Regions from separate parts of the Zea mays genome. Here region 1 is linked to region 2. Evidence: chromatin contacts called from public Hi-C data. All regions are on one chromosome and are shown on one strand. The core of a region is the stretch at or near the end of the contact, and the rest is flanking DNA. Distances in the headings are between cores, read along the strand shown.

Region 1 (3,539 bases), core at 297-2,796, 310 kb before region 2:
TACTATTTTCCTGAGCCAGAAAAAAAAAAGAACCACAGAAACGGATCCAGCACCGATCGGGGGGTTACGAGAGAACCAAGTCGTTTCGTCGAAGGTGTCCTCTCCCTCTTCTTTCTACAACAACCTTGTTCGTTTGTTTTTTTTTTTACACGGGCGTCAGATCGAGCGGTGGGGATCAGCTCAAAATGAAGAACGAAGAAGCTAATCCTAGGCTCTAGACTAGACAAGCCCGTTGTTGCCGGCGGAGACGGCGGCGGCGGCGGAGGCGGGCACCGGCGACGCGGCCGCCAGGGGGCTGGGCGCGGGCGCGGGCGCGCCCGGCGTGTGGCGGTGCTCGCCCTCGTACGTCACCACCAGCATGGCCGGGTCGTCGGTGGCGCGCTCCACGTGCTTCCTCGCCGGGCACCCGCGCACGGTGCTGCACTTGTAGTAGCCCCTGGATTGGAAACCAGATGGCGGCGAGAGAAGAGTCAGATTCGTCGGCGCGGATAGTCGGAGACGACGGTAAAGAAGAGCCGAGCGCCGAGCGGGCGAGCGATGCCGACAGGTCCGTAGGAGGAGATTGGATTTTACAGACGACTTACCGTGGGTAGGGGGAGCCCTTGATGGGCTTCTGGCCGTACTTCCTCCACGAGTACTCGTCCGGCGGGATGTCCGCGATCTTGGCGCTGATCGCCGGCACTCTGATGGTCCTCTTCACGCGGTTTTTCCTGTCAATCGAAAACAATTAAGGCAGCGGCCAGGGTTAGAAGATGACAAGTGGTGTCTTCCTTTTGTTGGTGTTGTTGTTGTTTGTGAGCAAGCCTTTAATTAGCTTGGAGACATCGGCGTTATTTTACCTTCTCTTGGAGCAGTGGCAGCGGCTGCCGTTGGTGGTGGCCTCGGAGTGCGCGCCGGCGCAGGGCTTCCGCTTGTGGCCGGACAGCGGCGGCTTGCCGGAGGACACCAGGCTGCGGCCCTTGGACACGCTGCCCTCGCCGGCCGTGACCGAGGAGAAGAAGGACGTGGAGGTGACGGACGTGGCGCCGCCCGACACGGCCAGGTTCGGCTTCGTGAAGTCCAGGGTCAGGCTCTGGGGCTGCGCCGCGCCGACGGGAGCCACCACGTGCGCCACGGGGAGAGCGGGAGCGGAGACGGCCGGAGGAGGCACCGGTGGCGGCGCCTCGACCACGGGCCCGCGCCGGAAGCGGGCGTGGCCGGTGCGGTCCAGGATGGAGATGACCTTGCGGAACCTGGAGACGGCCTGGTCGGCGATCTCGCCGATCGGCGGCTGCGAAGGCGGCTTCTGCAGCTGGTGAGCCGCGGCCCTGTGCGGCGCGGCGGCCTGCGTGGACAGCGACGACACGAGGAGCTCCAGGCTGCGGAGCCCCGCCGCCGCCGCCTCCTGGATGGCGAGCTGGTCGTTGGCGCGGCGCGGGGCGTAGCACCCCATCAGGTCCACGGCCATGGGAGCCAGCCGGTGCTTTGCTTTGCTTTGCTTTGATTTGCTTCGCCGCGGCGCAGATCTTGGCTTGCTCTGCGTGGGGACTTTCTTTGATTGAGGAGAATTGGGTCGGGAAGGGAGGAGGTGGAGGTCGGAAGGGATGCCGCGGACCGGCTTTATAGGTGGAAATGGTGGGGAGAGCTGAGCAGGGGAGGGGGGAGGAAGATGCGAGTCAATGGGTGCTGCTGCTTTTTTCTGGAGCAGCCCGTTGGATTCCTACAAATATCGATGTGGTCACGCCTTCGCCACTTTGGCCAGTTCTGGCGTCTCTCTCTCTTTATTATTGATTTTTTTAGGTCCACTTTTAGATCTCGGGTAGTGGTACTAAAAAAAGGTTGATAAACAAACATAACAAGCATTCGTAAGCTAACAAAAATCATATGTGTTGTGTTGGTCCGTGGTGGAGTATATTAACACCCTGGCCTCTCCAGATCTCTTGAATCGCTTCCCCAATAATTGAGACAAAGATGGGGTGTTCTGTGTAAAATGCTCAAATACGTCGTATGTGTGTGAATGATGGTGACGTCTTGGCCATCCATGAGATAGGTAGTGGACTTTGGAGATAAGAAGAAAAATTCAGTTTTCTAAGCCTTTATTTCCAGCATCGCACCCATATGTGTCTTTGCTTCGAAGTCAACTACGGGGGAGGGCAATAATGATGCGCACAAGTATTTTAGACGATAAATTAAACTAGGGAGTAAAATAGTAGTAATGGGCATGATTAAAAAAAAGGCGCACCATTTCTCGCTTTAGCGGTGTCCCTTGGAGATGTTGTTATCTACTCCTATCTCCTTATTTTTTGTTTTTTCTAATGGTCTGGGCCGGGTAGAGGAATTTGCACGCCTGCTTTGAGAACTTTCGCGCGTCTCCGGATCCTTTATGCATCTTTTTTTTTATATCGCGTTGACGAAGTGTGCTAGAGAGCTGGCATATCTTCTCGCGTGATCGGGAGGAGTTGAACCATCTCCGACACTTATGGGCCGCTTAACCTATCGCGAGCAGTGGACGGACGAGTCTTTCTTTCCCCTCTCCCTTTTCATATTTAAATATATACAAAAAAAAGCTGACGGGCGATCTGCGCGCTTGATTCTGAATAATACAATTTGGTTTGACAACTACGCTAGGCAAAGCGTTTACACGTCCGAACCGTCAATTATAACATGTAAGAGCATCTCCAACAATGCCTCAAACTAGTGCCTCAAATTGAAATATAGGGCTCTACACAAGAAAAACTACTCCAACAGTGCCTCAATTCAATAAATTTTGTCAAAAAACTATAGGGCACCTTCTCAAGTGCCTCAAATATACTACACCGTAGTGGGCTGCCCTATAATCTAGATTTAGGGCTTTACTGTTGGAGCGAAGTGTTTTGTTGGTGTCCTAAATTCTATAAAATTTACTTATTTTTAAATTATAAGATATTTTTATAGGTCACGTTGTTGGAGATGCTCTAAGCCTAGCCAAGTGGCTCCGCAAAATCCACGGTTCGGGGCGAATTTGCATATCTTCCCTCCCGTGCCTTTTTTTTTTCTCAACAGACTTGGCAAGTTGCATATATTTGGAAAAACGATCACGCCAGGTATGTGTCCCTCCTGCCGTTGTAACAGACAGACGAGACGAGGCCACCGATCCCTTAAACTATCACGCCATGTTGCAGAGTAGCCAAAGTGGTTGTAGTTGCAGTGGCCTCTGGCAGTCTGACGACGATGGTTTTAGTTCAGACTCGGAGATGAGCTGAACAAATCCTGCACCGATTCGGAGGAGTAGGTCAATCGGGGGGATTAAAAATAAAAATATTATATTCGTCGCACAAACTTTGAGCTCTTTCACACGGGGACCTGATTTTAAGCAGGAACTGAAGCGAGTATACTGTACGTTGGCGTGGATCCTGGTTCTTCTGATTTCCCCCCGATACATATATCCGCGTCTTTTCTTTATTTTGAAACAGAGGAAGGGTGAACGGACGATCGAATTCCGAGGACGTCAACTTCACCTCCTTCTAGAAAGAAGAGGGGGCGTCGAATGGTGGATTGGGTGGGAGTTTGAATCAGAGAGA
Region 2 (3,481 bases), core at 889-3,388:
TGCTTCATCTCCAAATCTCTCTTGCTCTTCTTGATTCGAGCTTTGGTACTACATCGAGTTCTTTGTGGATTCATTACTCTTGGAGCTTCTAGCTCCTAGACGACTAGGTGTCTCTTGTGAGTCTCCAAATCTTGTGGAAGACCACAAGAAAGTTTGTATTACCCGCTCGTTTGAGCAAAGATTATTGTGTGGGCTTGACCTTTGTGGTCGGCAAAGGGAGGATTAGGGTTGAAAGAGACCCGACTCTTTGTGGGCGCCTCAACGAGGAAGTAGGGCACCTTAGTGGTGTGACCGAACCTCGGGATAAATCTTGTGTCTCTTGTGTTCTTGCTCATTGTGTGTTTGTGTTCTTCGTTCTCTCACCATTGCGTGGAAGATTTGTTTATATCTTTTTGGTGTGTGGATTTTGAGAAGTGCCCTTCTCAGATCTACTACTTTGAACCCTGTGGATCATTTAGAACATCTCATTTCCAAAGTTAACTGGGTGAATTTTGAGATCAATTCAGTTTTACCCAGTTTGCTTCTAGTTTTTGTTGAAAAAGTTTTAACTTGCCTATTCACCCCCCCTCTAGGCAACTTTCAAAAAGAGAGGTCTACGGCTGATTTGTAATCATCAATCGAATCAATACAACTTCTATTCGCATTTATTTCCAGTACAATTAGGAGTAGTTCTAGTCTAGTTCTAGTTTAGCCTCTCGATCCCCAAATTCTTCGCCTCTCTTCGACTCTATGCCGATTAGAGGAGTCTAGGTCGGCCGACCCGAGCCTAGACAACACCTAGGATCTCTTCTCCCCGACGGGGTCCCTCCCGGGAGCGAGATCCAGGCGCCGCCGGCGATCTTCCGCTGCCCCTGCGCACGCGCGGACCGTCCGGCCCCAGGGCGCGGACCGTCCGGCCGTCAGGCAGGAAACCCTAGCCCCTGCGCCAGGTCGCGGACTATCCGGCCCCAGGCCGCGGACCGTTCGCGCCTGACTAGAGACCACCGCCGTCGGTTCTTCTTGAGTATTTGGCGCTCCGAAAAGGCGTCAACAGACTGGAAGCTCCAACTTCCCCAGCCTGTAGAAAGCACCATGTGCCTCTCTACAGAAGCCACCGCGTGATGACCAGCTTCATCCGGCAGGGTTGGTAGTGGGTACAGTAGCAAGCTAGCCTAGTCTAATATAAGAACAAATTTATATTGTCCATCCCATATTGTCTTGAATGGGATTTTCTTTTTTGAAACCAGTGAAATTTCAGCTCTTGCTGTCGTGCAAATTTGTACCCATTGGCCATGGTTGAACTTCCAATAGCTGTTGCTGATCTGGGCCCAGCATTGTTGTTTCTTGGGAGTGCATTAGGTCATTCTTAGTGATAGTTTTATCACACCATTTTCAATGTTATCAGTCAATAAGAGTAAGATGAAAAATAGAATAAAATATGTTTTCTCAGTAAAGAGTTTCATAAAATAATTTTATAGACTAACGTGTGATTAAAATTTAAATGTTACATCTAAACAGTCAATAGATTTAGATGAAAAATATGCAGATGAAATAAGTTAGTCTTAATGGTAGTTTCAAACGCTTTTTAATACCTTGGAAATGAGTTGATATAGTTTTATATTGATGAAACTAGTTTCACCTATTTCATAATAAATATAGTGTACTAATTCATTTATGAAATTTATAATGAAACTTCTATTAAGACGGACTCCAGCAAATTACCTAAAATTTACCCTTATAAACTGTTTTGTACGGTAGAGTGCACTGCTTGTAAAATAGGGTTTGAATATAAGTATAGGGATTGGTAAGCTGATAGAAATAGTCTAAGAGTGATCTTAGAGTATACATGCTTTGTTTTGACAGGGAATATTATCTCGTTATCTTGGGCGGCACCGGGCCCGGACCCGGTAGGGTCTAGTCCAGCTAAAAGCCCACTTGCATTAATGAACAACGTCAATTTCCCCCTTTTCCCCTATGAAAAAGAGTAGAAAAGAAATCAAAATGGATGCAGGGAGACAGCTAGTGTGAATGCGGCAGGCCCCGTTCTCTGAGACCGAGCTGTGTGAATGGGCAGAAAAGTAATGGCAGGCAGAGGCAGGCAGAGGCGAGAAGCAAGAAGAAAAACGAGGGGAGCAAGGAAATCGAGGCAAGAAAGCAAGGGCAGAGGCGCAGAGCCTGCAATCTGCTGTCCCCCGTCGCCGCCGCTGCCTCGCCGTTGCAATCGAGGCAAGAAAGTTAGGGAGTGCTGGCGTTGGGCAAGTCGCTCTGGGCCTCTGGGGAGACGGGGGCTGGAGGGGCGGCGAGATGATGGAGGCCGGCGGCGCGGGAGCGGGGGGAAGGGACGAGAGGGTGCCGCAGTGGGGCGTGCAGGAGACACGGGAGCTGATCGTGGCGCGCAGGGAGATGGAGCGGGAGGCCGTCGCGGCGCGCCGCAGCGCCAAGACGATGTGGGAGGCCGTCGCGGCGCGGCTCCGGGAGCGAGGCTACCGACGAACCGCCGAGCAGTGCAAGTGCAAGTGGAAGAACCTCGTCAACCGCTACAAGGCATTCATCCCTCGTCCGGCAGATAACTTTCTACCCTAGTCTCGTAACGCTAGATTGGCCGGTCTGTTCTGGACCACCAGACAACGATGTTCTGCTGTATTGTTCTTGTGTTGATGGCAAAATGATATGCATTGCTGGTTCGTGACTTCGTCTTTAGGCTCAGCGTCCCCAAATTGGTCTTCTATCTTGATAGGTCCACTTTGAGTTGTTTAGGAGTGTGTCCACAACTCCCCTTGTTCACCTTCGCTGCATTATTTGCGCAACCATTTCCATCAGTGAAGGGCATTCAGAAATCTTAGTCTTTATATGTTCATGATAAGTAGAGAAAAGAAAACTGATTTTGCAGAATTTATCCTTGCATTGTGCCACACATGTTGGAACGTAATGCTTTCAATTGCACATTTTGAAGTAGGTGGATAGTAAATTAGTAATGCTAAGATCTATGGATAGTACATACCGCCTCCATTCCAAATGATAATACATTTTGACTTTTCTAAATACATAGCTTTTGTTATGCACTTATTATGTAATTAGGTATACACCGTGTCTAGATACATAGTAAAAGCAAAGTATGTAGAAAAACTAAAATATCTTATAATTTGGAACGGGAGAGTACTGATTAATTTACAGCACATTAGGGTTTTTAAAAACTTTCTTAGTCCAATTGTTGTTTCTGTTTTCAAGTTTTCTTCACAAATTTCACATAGAAGCAATGCTTGCTTTTGTTACTATATTTTGTATGTTTTGGCATTTAAAAAGGTGTATTCCACTTTGTTTTGTTCTGAAATGAAAACATGGCACAAATATTTCTAAGAAACTAGGATAACTTATCTAGTACAGTGAATTATTGCTAGTGATAGAAAGGGGAATCCACCTACCATTATCTTTGTTGATTGTGAGTCTATGATGCATGAAAAGTCAATGTGGAATCTCAAGGGTTTGAGGGGAATTGAGTGGC

Evidence for each region. A called contact is a pair of places that touch in the nucleus more often than the background predicts.
Region 1: a Hi-C map of leaf shows a contact between it and region 2, with 4 times the contacts expected there. The contact joins the promoter of LOC100501518 here to the promoter of LOC100384464 in region 2. A contact is called at or near these places in 4 of 25 Hi-C or Micro-C datasets (ear, leaf, root tip and 1 more).

Annotation. Positions count from the first base shown.
Region 1 is chr10:143,506,862-143,510,400 of Zm-B73-REFERENCE-NAM-5.0, reverse strand. It overlaps LOC100501518, which reads right to left and starts at 1,546. Exons shown (of 3, transcript NM_001357710.1): 1 at 840-1,546; 2 at 585-710; 3 at 81-436. The coding sequence starts at 1,447. The coding sequence ends at 220.
Region 2 is chr10:143,201,648-143,205,128 of Zm-B73-REFERENCE-NAM-5.0, reverse strand. It overlaps LOC100384464, which reads left to right and starts at 2,138. Exons shown (of 2, transcript NM_001176996.1): 1 at 2,138-2,523. The coding sequence starts at 2,284.